2 separate regions of the Zea mays genome follow, and region 2 is linked to region 1. A link is a contact called in public Hi-C data. All regions are on one chromosome and are shown on one strand. The core of a region is the stretch at or near the end of the contact, and the rest is flanking DNA. Distances in the headings are between cores, read along the strand shown. Region 1 holds the start of LOC100275060. Region 2 holds the start of LOC103653895 (protein FAM32A-like).

What was found. Hi-C and Micro-C count contacts between places; a contact is called where the count stands out from the background.
Region 2: a Hi-C map of tassel shows a contact between it and region 1, with 3 times the contacts expected there. The contact joins the promoter of LOC103653895 here to the promoter of LOC100275060 in region 1. A contact is called at or near these places in 6 of 25 Hi-C or Micro-C datasets (bundle sheath, ear, endosperm and 2 more).

What each region holds. Positions count from the first base shown.
Region 1 is chr4:159,227,618-159,233,786 of Zm-B73-REFERENCE-NAM-5.0, forward strand. LOC100275060 reads right to left here and starts at 2,635. Exons shown (of 2, transcript NM_001363922.1): 1 at 2,593-2,635; 2 at 1,848-2,494. The coding sequence starts at 2,445. The coding sequence ends at 2,056.
Region 2 is chr4:159,376,728-159,382,896 of Zm-B73-REFERENCE-NAM-5.0, forward strand. It overlaps LOC103653895 (protein FAM32A-like), which reads left to right and starts at 3,473. Exons shown (of 2, transcript XM_008680704.4): 1 at 3,473-4,753; 2 at 4,872-5,366. The coding sequence starts at 4,876. The coding sequence ends at 5,214.

The DNA of each region.
Region 1 (6,169 bases), core at 1,385-3,884:
TGGAGCGCATTAAATGTTTATGTAGGACAATCGATGGTGTGAGGATGCTTACCTTCTTACCAGTAAGATATGATGGTGCTACTCACAAAATTAGTACCTATAATCTTTGTATCTGATTGTATAACAAATTCTCGAATGATATAAGCTAAAAAATCATCAACGCCAAGCGGCATTGTGGTTGCAGGACAAGCACAGGGGATGGACATACATGTGTCATCCACACAACTTGTTGGTATAATTTTGTCACCATGAAGTTGTAGGGACCATAACACAGAGCTTGTTCCAAACAAGAATCGACACTTCTCTAGCCTAGGGCATGACAACTAGGATAAGGACGAGGTGGAGCAGACTTACCATGAGATTGGGTCGTCTTAGCTTATAAATAGTCCTATGACTCAACCATCATAGCCTCGAGCATGAAGACGACGCACATTAAGCCCTTACACTCTAGACACTGATGCTGTTAGCAACGTCAATGATAATCTAGGAAGTAGCGATGGAATCTAGTTATAGAGTATTTTAAACTGTTGATTGTTTGTACATTGTATACTATGTTAACTTGTGGACTTTGTTGTATGAATGTTATGGACTTTGTGCGTTTTGTTCCTATGGATCAATGTCTGGACTTTGACTATGGTTTTGGACTATGAATGTTATGGAACGCGAGCCGAAGTCGTCTCCTCACGAAAGGACGACCAATGTCTTTCTCCTAGCATCCACATTGGATTTTTTTCCATTTAATTGCTGCTTACGTGACTGTTTAGAGACGATGTATTCAATGTCGTTGAGTATGATTGTGTGTCGTCGCAACGTACGTATATTATTGCACTAGTATTTATATATTATTATGGAGGAATAACCCTCTGCTATTCGCTTCGGATTAAAACCGACTGTTTAGACTGCTACAACTAATAAAGAGATAATAAAACCACTGTATAAAAAGTAGGAAACAATACGGATTAAAACCGAGCCGAGCGAAAGCTGGCCGTTGAACGCACACCCGGTATGTAGGACCAGGCTGTGCTTCAACATGTTTGCATCGCCCGAGAGCCTGTAAAGGCTATATACTGGCTCTGACGATCTGCCGGTCTTTCGTTTCTCTCGCGGTCTCGCCTCCGCCCCTCCTGTGCTGTGCATATGTGCAGTGCTTCACAGTTTACCTTGTCTCGCCCGTACTCCATTTCTGCGAGAGAGAAAACCTCACCTTTACATCGTCCGGGGCTCCGGGCGATGAGCAGCAGCGTCAATCCACTGCACATTGTGGCTCCAGCTAAGGAATCAAGGCGAGCACTAATGAAAAACTCGCATCCGATCGACTCGGCACTGAAGCTGATTGGACGCTGGCAAATGATGATACACACCACAGGCGGACCCAGTAGGCCATGGCGCTCACTAATCGCCACCCTTCCGATCCGATCATGCATAAGCCACAACTGTAACCCTCTCGTGTACACAGATCTTATCGTACTACTGTACACTTCAAGAGGAATCTTGTGGCCTGGCAACCATTTGGCCATTTCTCGCACCCTGCAGCAGCCAGCGCGGCGCACGGGGCACCTGCTGCTTGATCAGTATTCACTGCCACATACACATGGAGCAGGACAACAACTTGACGGCAAAGAAAGAGACTTGACACGCTGCCATGCATGGTTCCTTTTCCCAGTTCATTGTCCTTTTCTTTAATCTATGGGGTTTTTTGTTTAGGATTATAATATATTCAGATTATATAATCTAATTTATTTTTGAACTATTATACAAACAAATAGGCCCATAATCTCAGAAACGGGGGGAGGCCGGGGGGTTGGTAATTTTCTGAATCGATCGATCGGTCCAAGTAGTGGCAAATGCCAGATTGAAACAAGTGACATTTCAAATTTGTGATGCAACCATCGGACGCTCATTTTGGCCCAATCGATCGGCACGTCGCGAACGCGACCCAAGGAAGAAGAGCCCGAAAATTTGGGGAAAGCTAGCTAGCTAGCTATATACAAGCAGAATGTAGCTAGAATACAGAGTACTACACAAACGTACGTACGCACGCACGCCTAGCTCTAGCTAAAAGCACTCCTCCGGGATGCACTGCAGCGCCGGCGACCAGCGGCCCCGGCGCCTTCCGGCAGCAGCCACCGCGTCGGCCGCAGCAGCCTGCTGCTTCCTGGCGTGCTGGCGGCGCTTCAGCACGCTGACGAGCTGCTCCAGCGCCGGCGGCAGCCCGGCGAAGGCGCCGCCGCTCCCGGCGGCGGCGACGGCCGCCGCCACCTGCTTGAGCTGCTGCTTGCTGAGCACGATCTTGACGCGCATCGCGCCCTCGGCGGCGACGCTCTCCCCCGTGGAACGCTCGATGGCCGTGGCCGTCTCGGTGTCCAGCTGCAGCCGCGGGCACCTCACCAGCCTCCGCCCGTCCCTCCTGCACGTAGCCGGCGCGGCAGCAGCCTCCAGCTCCATGGATCGCCCGTCTATCCTTCGATCTGGTAACGCCAGTAGGCAGTAGTAGCTAGAGAACAAGTGAACAACGGAGGAATATTATGTAACAACACTGTCACTTGTGCGTGTCCAAGCTAGGGTTTTTATGTAGAGAGAAGAGGAGCTTACGAGCGAGACAGCTCAGAGGTGTTTGTCTATGTAACTAAAAAAAATATTGGAAAGGGACGCAGCAGGTGGAACCTTTTCCATTTTCCACAGTTCGATCGGTTGTTTAAATACTGCGGATATACAGATGTACTAACGGTACTTGCAGCCTGTCAAACGCTACGATGCATGCGCAGTCAGCGGGCCCCACGCGTCACATGTCACTGAAGAATTCCTGAGGACCGGCACCACTGCGTCATTGCAGGTCTGATCTGGATTTCTCATCGGCTTAGTTCTTGTCCGGTTATTTCTATTTCAAATGTATTGGATAAGATTAGAAAATTTTAGAAAGAGTTTTAACTTACTATGAATTTAAATTTATCCAATCTGACATCTAACCACGTGATTGGTTACCAGGGTGCTGGACGCCCGCATCGCGCCGGCCTGGCCCGCTGGAAACGCGGAGGAAATGCGTTTCCACGCATGCAGGCGAGTGAGCACAAAAAATACTACACTGCATGAGCGGGTACATGTTGTCCTCCTGCTCTGCAGCCAACCAAACATATGCCAAAGCACGGTCAACGGGATGAGGCCAGCCTAGGCGCAGTAGTCTGAGCAACCAATCACGTGGTAAATGAACTGTTTGGCTGCAAGAACTAAAAAATAATGGAGGGATTCACGTCAAGATTAAAAAATACTCCCTCCATTATCTTTCTTAGAAGAATCTCACACTTGATCCAAACTATTAAAAAAATATAAAGATTCATAATATTAAATCATTATATTATTAAAAAAATACAAATAGTAAAGAATCTAATGGTGTTTATTTGGTATTATCAATATTATTATTTGTTTTGTTATACATGTCGGCGTTTCGGACCCGCGAGGTCCGTCAACCGACTAGTGAATTTGTTGCTGCGTGCCCCTGCCCAGATGGGTTGATGCAAGATGGAACACAAGCAGGGGAATGAAGCTTATATTATCTTGCACCGGGGTGCTCGTAGTAGGGGTTACAAGCATCGCGAGAGAGAGAGAGAGAGTCTCTGCATGCATCCGTCTCTGTCTCAACGTCAACGTATTGCGTCAACGTGTCTCCCCGTCTGTCCTCGTGCGAACCTGCCTTAGGAAGGCTCTAGACATCCCCTTTTATAGATACAAGGAGATGTCCAGCTGTATAATGGGGGTGTAGCTAAGTGCTAGCGTGGCTGGCGGAGAAGCGCCTTGAGCCCTGTACACGAGCTAACGTGGCCGTCGGAGAAGTGCCTTGAGCCCTGTAGAAGCACAGGTGGCGGTGCGGCATGGATCCTGCTGACGTTGTCTTGCTTCCGTAGGGAGCTGAGAACCCTTGACGTCAGGGATGCACGCGGGGAACCATCATTACCTGCTATCGGAGTAGTTTGATGTGAATCCGGTCTTGTTCCTTCGTAGCAAAGGATGGCTAGCTAGCGGTAGGGTAATGATGCATCCCCTGTAGCGTAGTCGGTCCGAGGCCGAGGTCGGGCGAGGCGGAGACTTCTCCTGAGGCCGAGTTTTGAGGTCGAGCGTGGATGTGACTCCTCCCGAGGCCGAGGCTGAGGCCGAGGCCCTAGGTCGGGTGAGACGGGGACCTTCCCCCAAGGCCGAGGCCTGGGGTCGGGCGAGGCAGAGACCTTCCTCGAGGCCGGGGCTGAGGCCGAGGCCTGGGTCGGGCGAGGCGGAGCTCGATGTCGCGCCCGAGGCCGAACTTAGGAGAGGTCACGACTTACTGTTGCTAGTCTTACCCTGGTGGTTGGCACATTAGCCGGAGCGGGGTCGAACAGTCCTGTTTTCCTGTCAGAACAGTCAGTGAAAGGGCGAAGTGACTGCGGTCACTTCAACCTTGCCGACTAAGGCACGCGTGTCAGGATAAGGTGTCAGGCGATCCCCGCATTAAATGCGCATGCGATACGGTCGGTTGGTAAGGCGATTTGGCCAAGGTCGCTGCACGACAAAGTTCGCCCCAAGCTGGGCTTTGGGCGAGCCGAGGGTGCGCTCACTGCCTGAGGAGGCCCTCGGGCGAGGCGTGAATCCCCCCGGGACTACTGTTCCCGCCCGAGGCCGAGGCTGGGCTCGGATGAGGTTGCGTCCCTTGATAGACGAGGCCCTAACTTGACCCGCGCTTCATAAGCTGTTTATGGTTTGTTCTGAAGATGTTTTCCGACCGTGCTTAGGAGTATTGGGGGTACCTTGTTGGAACTTGCTCTCTGCTGCAAGTGGGCCAACGGGGGTGAACAATGGCGACAATAGGGTTACGTGCACGGGGGCAATAGCTCTGTTGATCTAGCCTCTCACGGGCACTGTGCGGGGGTATTTATAGGTGTCTGAGTGCCCAGCGTCTTGTGTTAAGGACGCATGTGCCCTCAGACGCCTAGTTTATCCCCGGAATATTCCCATAAAGCAGGGTTACAAGCTGTAATTACAAGTTTGCCTTTACAAGTCAGGCCCGTAATACAGAGGCGGCCACGCGGGGCCCGTTACAATGGGCCGGATCACACGTGGGCCTTGGGGCTGAACGAGGCCGCGCCGTGTGAGGTCGTCGCCGCAGGCCTTCGTCAAAGCGCCGAGTCCTGCGAAGGGTGTCCCTGCCCGCTTTGCCTCCGGCGGACCAGCGGCTGCAGCGAAGGCCTCGAGCGAAGGGTGGCGTCTTTGCCTTCGCTCCAACATACCTCTAATTACGGTACCCGACAGTAGCCCCCGAGCCTCTAAGGGAGTGTGGGCACTCGCTTGGAGGTTCCACCGGATTTTTGCAAGGGGACCGACCCTTCTCGGTTGTGTTTGGTTCTGATGGGTGCGCGCGAGCGCACCCGTCGGGTGTAGCCCCCGAGGCCTCGGAGGAGTGGTTTGACTCCTCTGAGGTCTTAATTCTTTTTGTGATGCCTCGGTCGGCCTTGTTGTTCCCTCATGCGGCCTGGCCGTAGCCCGGGTGCACGGTCAGGCTCCGAGATTTCACGGTGGTTTGTTTACGTGGTCAACGGTTCGGCTGTAGCCTGGTGCGAGAGCAACCCTCGAGCCTCTGCACGGAGCGAGAGGACAATCATGGACCGTCTCGACTTTTATTGTACGGCCCTTCATCGCCTTTCCGCAAGGAGGAAGGGGGGGGAAAGCGCCATGTTACCCTCGGAGGGCACCGAACATGGTGTTTCTAGTGAGTTGCTAGCGGGTGATCCGAGTGGACGCCCGAGCCCCGTTCGATAAGGGTCGGCTAGTGGCCCAGAGGCGCGCTCCAAAAGTACCTGCAGGTGATTTGCCGGACCTGGACCCATTCGATAGGGTCCGAGGGCTCGATGCCCCCCTCTGGTGGGATTCCGTTACAAAATCGTTCCCGTTGGTCTCGGAAATGTCCTAGGGTACCTCAGGAGCATAGCCCGAGCCTCGGCCATGTAACGGACGTACCCAGGGTCATCCCTGACTCTGTGTGCTCTGGGGCGGCTGTCGAACCCTTCCGAGGGGCCAGCCTTCGAACCCCTGATCAGTAAAGGGCTCGGAGCCCGAGTGCTCTGGGGCGGTTGCCGAACCCCGGAGGGCGCAACCTTCGAACCCCTGATCAGTAGGAGGGCTCGGGGCCCGTTTCCTTCGCTAGGAA
Region 2 (6,169 bases), core at 2,223-4,722, 150 kb after region 1:
CCGAGACGCACATCGTTGAGGGCGGTAGAATTCGTAGATGGTCATCGACGCTGAGGCGGAATACAGAGGCACTCTCCAACCGGCGAGGTGATGTTCTGGCACCTTAGCTGCGATAGGGACCAAAATAGTTGGTCGATAAGCATTACGGTGGTACTACAATGCTGAAACACGCGACGGAACAGAGAACCCCTCACCATGGAACGCTGGCCACGACAGCAGCCCCACGGCGGCGATGGCGAACGTGATGGGGAAGGCAACAACACCTGTACTATTTTTGCGTGATAGCTCGAGCCAAACAGCTCACTAATGCGCAAGCCAGAGGCGAACGCGCGCGGCTAACTGGAGTGGACAGGGAAGGATGGTGCTATGCAAATTTTGCTAGCAAGGATGGTTATGGCTGTTGGCACCGAAAAGCAGAAGAAAGAGTCGACGCCGTCCTGCCAGAGCTTATCCTCACAAGGAACTCTCCAGGACGTTACCACGACACTTGAGGATGACACAACAAAGCAACTGCGTGCCATCATGCAAGGACACGATGATTTCATTCGGTGGCGCCATACAGAAGGCAAGTAGGCAGAGAGGTCATCGGTTGTGGATAAACTCTACACCCTTCTAGGCGTAGATATTTGAAGCACTGGTGTTACCCTCTATTACCATCTCGCCAACACCCATCCATATCTCAACCTTGGTCCGAATCATGACGCAAGAGAGCGACGTTGACGAGCTCTGCCCCTACTCATGCATTAACTACAGAAGTTTTAGTTTTCTGAAACAGAACCGAGCACTAACCGGCTGAACCCCATCTTTGACCCCCTTTAATCTCACGATTTCAAGTGGTGACAAAGATATCACCCCTAACTCAATTTGTTCACCAAACTATCCCCTAACTTTTTCTATAGGGACTGCAGCTCGAAACGTCATGGACAAAGCAAAGGAGAACTCCAAAGTCAGATGAAAAACAATGAACTTCAGCTTCAGTAAACGGAACCTAGTGCTGAAACTCCCAAAGTCTGACAGCACAACTACAAGCAATCTTTCTCCCGGTTCTTAGTAACAACAAGCCAACCTTGGTTCACAAAACATGTTCACAAAGCCAAACTCTACAAGTTTTCTGCAGAAGCCCTAAGTCAAATACTCACAGATCAAGAGTTATAATGCCCCGAAGTTGAGTAAAAACACTAGAATTCAGCTGCAGCTAACTGAACAAGAAACTGAACACACATGCCTGACAAAGAATGTTTGGGCACAGTTTACTCAATTTTTGTGCAACACCAAACAAAACTTTCTTAAGAAGATTTGATCACCATTATATGGTCTTCAACTTTGTTATATCGTTCCTAGACTAAAACATGATGGAATGGTCACAAAAGTGTTCCCAAACTGACACCACACACTGTAAATTCAGTTTTCAGGCAGCTGAATGAAATTCAGTCTCTGCAACTGAAAGTCCATCTTTGGGCAGTCTTCACACCACTTTGTGTGTGGGGTCAAGCCCAACTTACTTAAAGGATATTGTTCTCTAACACATGGTCTTCAAGCTTGCTGCAGAAACTTTGGTTCAAAAGCACCTAGAACAGGCACTACACAGCTCCAAAACTGCACTAAAAATACTGATTTCAGATTTTCAGTTCTGAATAGACTAAGTCACCAACCACCTGACAGTCAAACTTTGAGCAGCTGTTACACCACTTTTTATGTGGGATCATGTCCATTATCCTTTAATAAAGTTGTTCACCATTAGGTGGTATTTAGTTCATTTATAAAAACCTCAGTCCAAAACCTTATAGAACAACCACAAAAGGGCTCCAAACTTGGCACCATACAACAAATTTCAGATTTCAGAACTGAACCAAATGCAGTTAAAGCACTGTCTGTCAGTCCAACCTTGAGCAAGCTTTCTCTCCAACTTTTGTGTAGGATCAAACCAAAGTCACTTAAGGAGACTTATTCACCATCATATGGTATTTAATACCTCTATATATTCTACAGCCCAAAACCTCATGGATTAGGCACAATTGAGCTCCAAAAACAGCTATATATATTGAAATCTCAGTTTCAGTCACTGTTCCAAATCTGAAAACTCAAAAGTCTGTCAACCCCACTTTGGATCACCTCTTCTCCTAGTTGTATATAGTTCCAGGGCTGTCACACTTAATAAAAGTTGTTCTCCTATACGTATCCCACAATTTTTCTATAGTGGTCATTAACCAAAACCTCTTGGATTCCAAACTACAATAGCCCAAAGTTTGCTCCAATTGCTGAAATTCAGACTCCGAATTCTACCAAGTCTGAAATCGAGAAACTCTGTTAGCTCTACTTTGGACCAGTTTTTCTCTAAGTTCCAAATAGTTTTAGAGCTAGATGACTTAACCAAACTTATACTCCTCATGTAGCTCTATGACTTTGTTATAATGATCATCTTCAAAATGGTCCTAGATCAGAAGTTACAAGGGTCCAAATTTGACTAGTTTATATATTTTCAGAAGTTCCAAAATGAACCCAAAACTGAATTTTTGTGAATTACTCCAATTTTCTCTATAAAACTTGGAAATATCCAAATAAGAATTATTCACTATTCCAAGCTCTACAACTTTGGTATATGAACTTTTAACCAATCCTTTCTAGATTTTAAATTCCACCTTTGGGCAAGTTTAGGGCTTATAGATACTCAACCACCCTAAGTGCTTCACCACTTCTAATCCACATATCAAAAGCAAACTTATCCATCCTCCTAAAGCAAAGTTGCTCCTTAATCTCAAATCCAACTTTGGCTTATAGAACTCAGGTCCAAAGTATCCTTGATTTAGGAGTTGTTTGCTTACACTCAATTCCAATAAAGGTTTTCAAGCCTTAGGATTTTGCAGTTAATCCTTCGGTCCAAGTATTTCTTCCACTTGATCTATCTTTGAAAACAAATTTTCTATAGACTCTAGAAATTGCCTTTAGCACTTCAAGACTCAAAGTCAATTTGTTACTTGCTCAAGGGATGACCTGCTCTTGTTTAGCTTAGATCCTTAACTAGGTCCTCTACTCTGTAGTCTGCACACAACATCATCTTATTGTAAAATTTTTGATCTAGTGAATGCATTCTATGTGTAACAAGCAGTTAATGCAAGTGCAGATGATGACATACAAAAATTTTTAGTTATCGTAACACCAGGGGTGTTACATTAACCCTTCTGTTAGATGCACTAGAGCTAATTTTGACTAATTTATAGACATAGCTAAGAATTGGTCTTTATATCTAAAGAAGTCATAAATTGAATCACAATTCTAGGTAAATCCTAGACTATTATGTGATCGTCCTGATGTTTTCTTTTTGGCTATGAGAATAACTTTTTTTTGCTATGTCATAGAGTTCTATAAATTGAAGAGAACTCAAGACTTCTGCAGTTCTGTCACAAATGTGAGTCCACTCTTGTTTTTTCTTGCATAATTTATTTCATAATCTTTTCGTAGATCGGTACCTGCTAATAGCTGCTTAGCAGTTCAGTTGCTTCTCTAGAAAAAAAACTGAAATCAGATAAAGTAGAAGTTGTTTTTCACCGATCATTAGCTTCTTAGATAAGATCTATGCGAAACATGCAACTCTCAAGGCACAAACTGATAATCGTGCCCTGCGTCCCAGCCCTTTTAAGCCGCCGGCGGCCGGCAGCGTCTTCCTCTCCTCCTCCGCCCGCGGAGGCACAACGCACTAGCGCAGTGCGCAGAGGGGAGACGCGAACGCAAACGCGAGCGGCAGTCCCACGAAGGCGCGGAGCGAGCGAGCGACGGCCGCCGGCGCCGCGGCGGAGAAGCGAGCAACTCCGTGCCTGTGCGTCTGTGCGAGCAGAGAGCGGCGGCGGAGCGGAGAAGACGGAACGCTCGCGGCCTAAATCACGCTGCCAAATCTTTTTGATTCCAACTAACCCAATCATCTAATCGCACCTCCTACCGAACCCCTGCCATGGCATGCCACGTACGCGACCTGGCCACCCAATCTGTGGCCTGTGGCCTGTGGCTGTGGGCAGTAAGACGACAGGCATAAGTTTTGACTGTATTGTAGTTGTAGCCTTGTAGGCTTGCCGGCTGCGGCTGCTCAGCTCTACGTTGTTCCGGAACCTTCTGCTTCGCCCGCCGTCACGCGACCGCGAGCACCACCGCTAGCATAAACCGGCGACGAACCCAAAAGTCAGGCATCACTGCGAGCCAAGTATAGCAAGGCGCGGAAAGGCGTCGAGTGGAGTGGCTGCGGTGCCTGCCCGTCTATCTTCGGGGAGCGTCTGGGGTTGCCGGCGGGGAGGCCATGGACCGGGGTCGAAGCGAGAGCGGCCTGCGGTCGCACGGGTCCGGCAAGGTCTCCTCTCGGCCGGGGTCGGGGTCGCTTGTGTTCCCGGAGGAGCAACGGTGCAGGCACGACGAGTTTGGCGACCGCCGCAGCATGACAGATGCGACGGCTCCGCAAGGCGGCACGGCTGCGCCGACGTCAGCGCACAGCACCGCAGCCCGCACGAGAGAACCTGCCCTTGCACGGGAGCACCGCGCGAGGATGGGCCTCGGACAAATACTGTTCCCCACAACCACAAGACTGAACTGCACCAAAACGTGGAGCTCGGACACGGACTCTGGACTCGGACACGGACTCTGGACTCGGACACGAACACGGACACCGCGTGGAACAGGAGCTCGGACCCGGACTCGGACACGAACACGGACACCGCGTGGAACAGGAGCTCGGACACGGACTCTGGACGCTTCAATCCCGTGTGACTAGGTACTATATATTTAGCGTGTAATCCCTTCAGTTCGTAGTCTCTCTACAACGTCTGCAGTTCCGTCTCTCGTGTTTAACGGCAGTCTCTCTATAACTTTACTAGATTTCTTTGTTACAGCAAGATGTTGGAATACCAAAACGTCGTTGGGGGACGGTTGAAGTTGAAGGGTAAAGCGCTGGACGTGAAAGATTGTGGAGTAAAGAAAAAGAAGAAAAAGTACCAGCGTGAGGAGTCGTCTCAGACTGAATCTGATAAGAATGTAGATGAAGGGAACTCACATCTTGACTATGACCATCTCACACCAGCAGAGCGTCGATACATGGAACAGAAGCAGAAGATCGACATGCAGAAGATAGCCAAAGTCGCCAACAAGTCACACAAGGACCGCATGCAGGACTTCAACCAGTACCTGGCTAAGCTGAGCGACCACTACGACATCCCCAAAGTTGGCCCTGGCTAACATGGCCAATCTAGCTGTGTTACGCACAAATAATTGTATACTGTGTGGGTTCATCTAGTTTTCTGTTAGCATTTTATGTATCGTTTTACAATTGTTATAAAACGACTTGTTGCCACCAGCAGACAATATTTATTTTCAAAGGCTTGTTCCAAGTATTTTGATCCCGTGTTTAAGCCTTTTTTTGTTGCCCGATTTAGTTGCATTCATTTTATTCAAAATACGACCCGCTTTGATATTTCAAGGGAACTCATTTTCTTTCAATATATTGGCAGAGCTTAACAACAGATTAAAAACTAGAAAGTACAACTTCTGATGCAACATGAAGTTGGCTGAATCGAGGCCCACCTGAAGCAGTCTAAACCAAATCGAATTGATTGATGTTTGATGCAAAGAATTATTATTGAGTTTGTATATATTATTTCGATTTTCTCTGAATCGGAACAAACGCTCATGGACGTGAGAACCAATTGGAAATCCTTGCCCACCTAACCGAACTTGGCTAAATTGTCGAGCCGACTTCGCTAATCGGGCGTGAACCAATAGGATAGGCGCCTTTCCCTACTACTCTATAAGCACGGTGTGTAGGCGTCCACACCGTGCACCATGTTCTGCCTCCATCTCCCATCATCCAAGTGAGTCCTCCGTGAATGTCGCCCCTTTCCTTGAGCTCCAACACAGTCGCTGCGCCGTGCCGGATCCGTCCGCTTCCCCCACTCGCGATGGCAGCCCCAGCTATGCCCGCGCCGAGCCCTCACCCACGGATCCGAGGTTCTCCTACCCCTCTGCGTCGGATCCGCTCCTCCCTCCGCCCGAGATTGCCGTCATTAGTCCGCTCTGCGCCGGATCCGTCCTCTCCCCCCGCACCCCCTGGGTAGGTCGGCTTCCATGCACCCTGGATCTTGGTCCTCGACCACCCTCCATGGAAGGGGATCTCGTGTATCGCGAGCAGACTGAT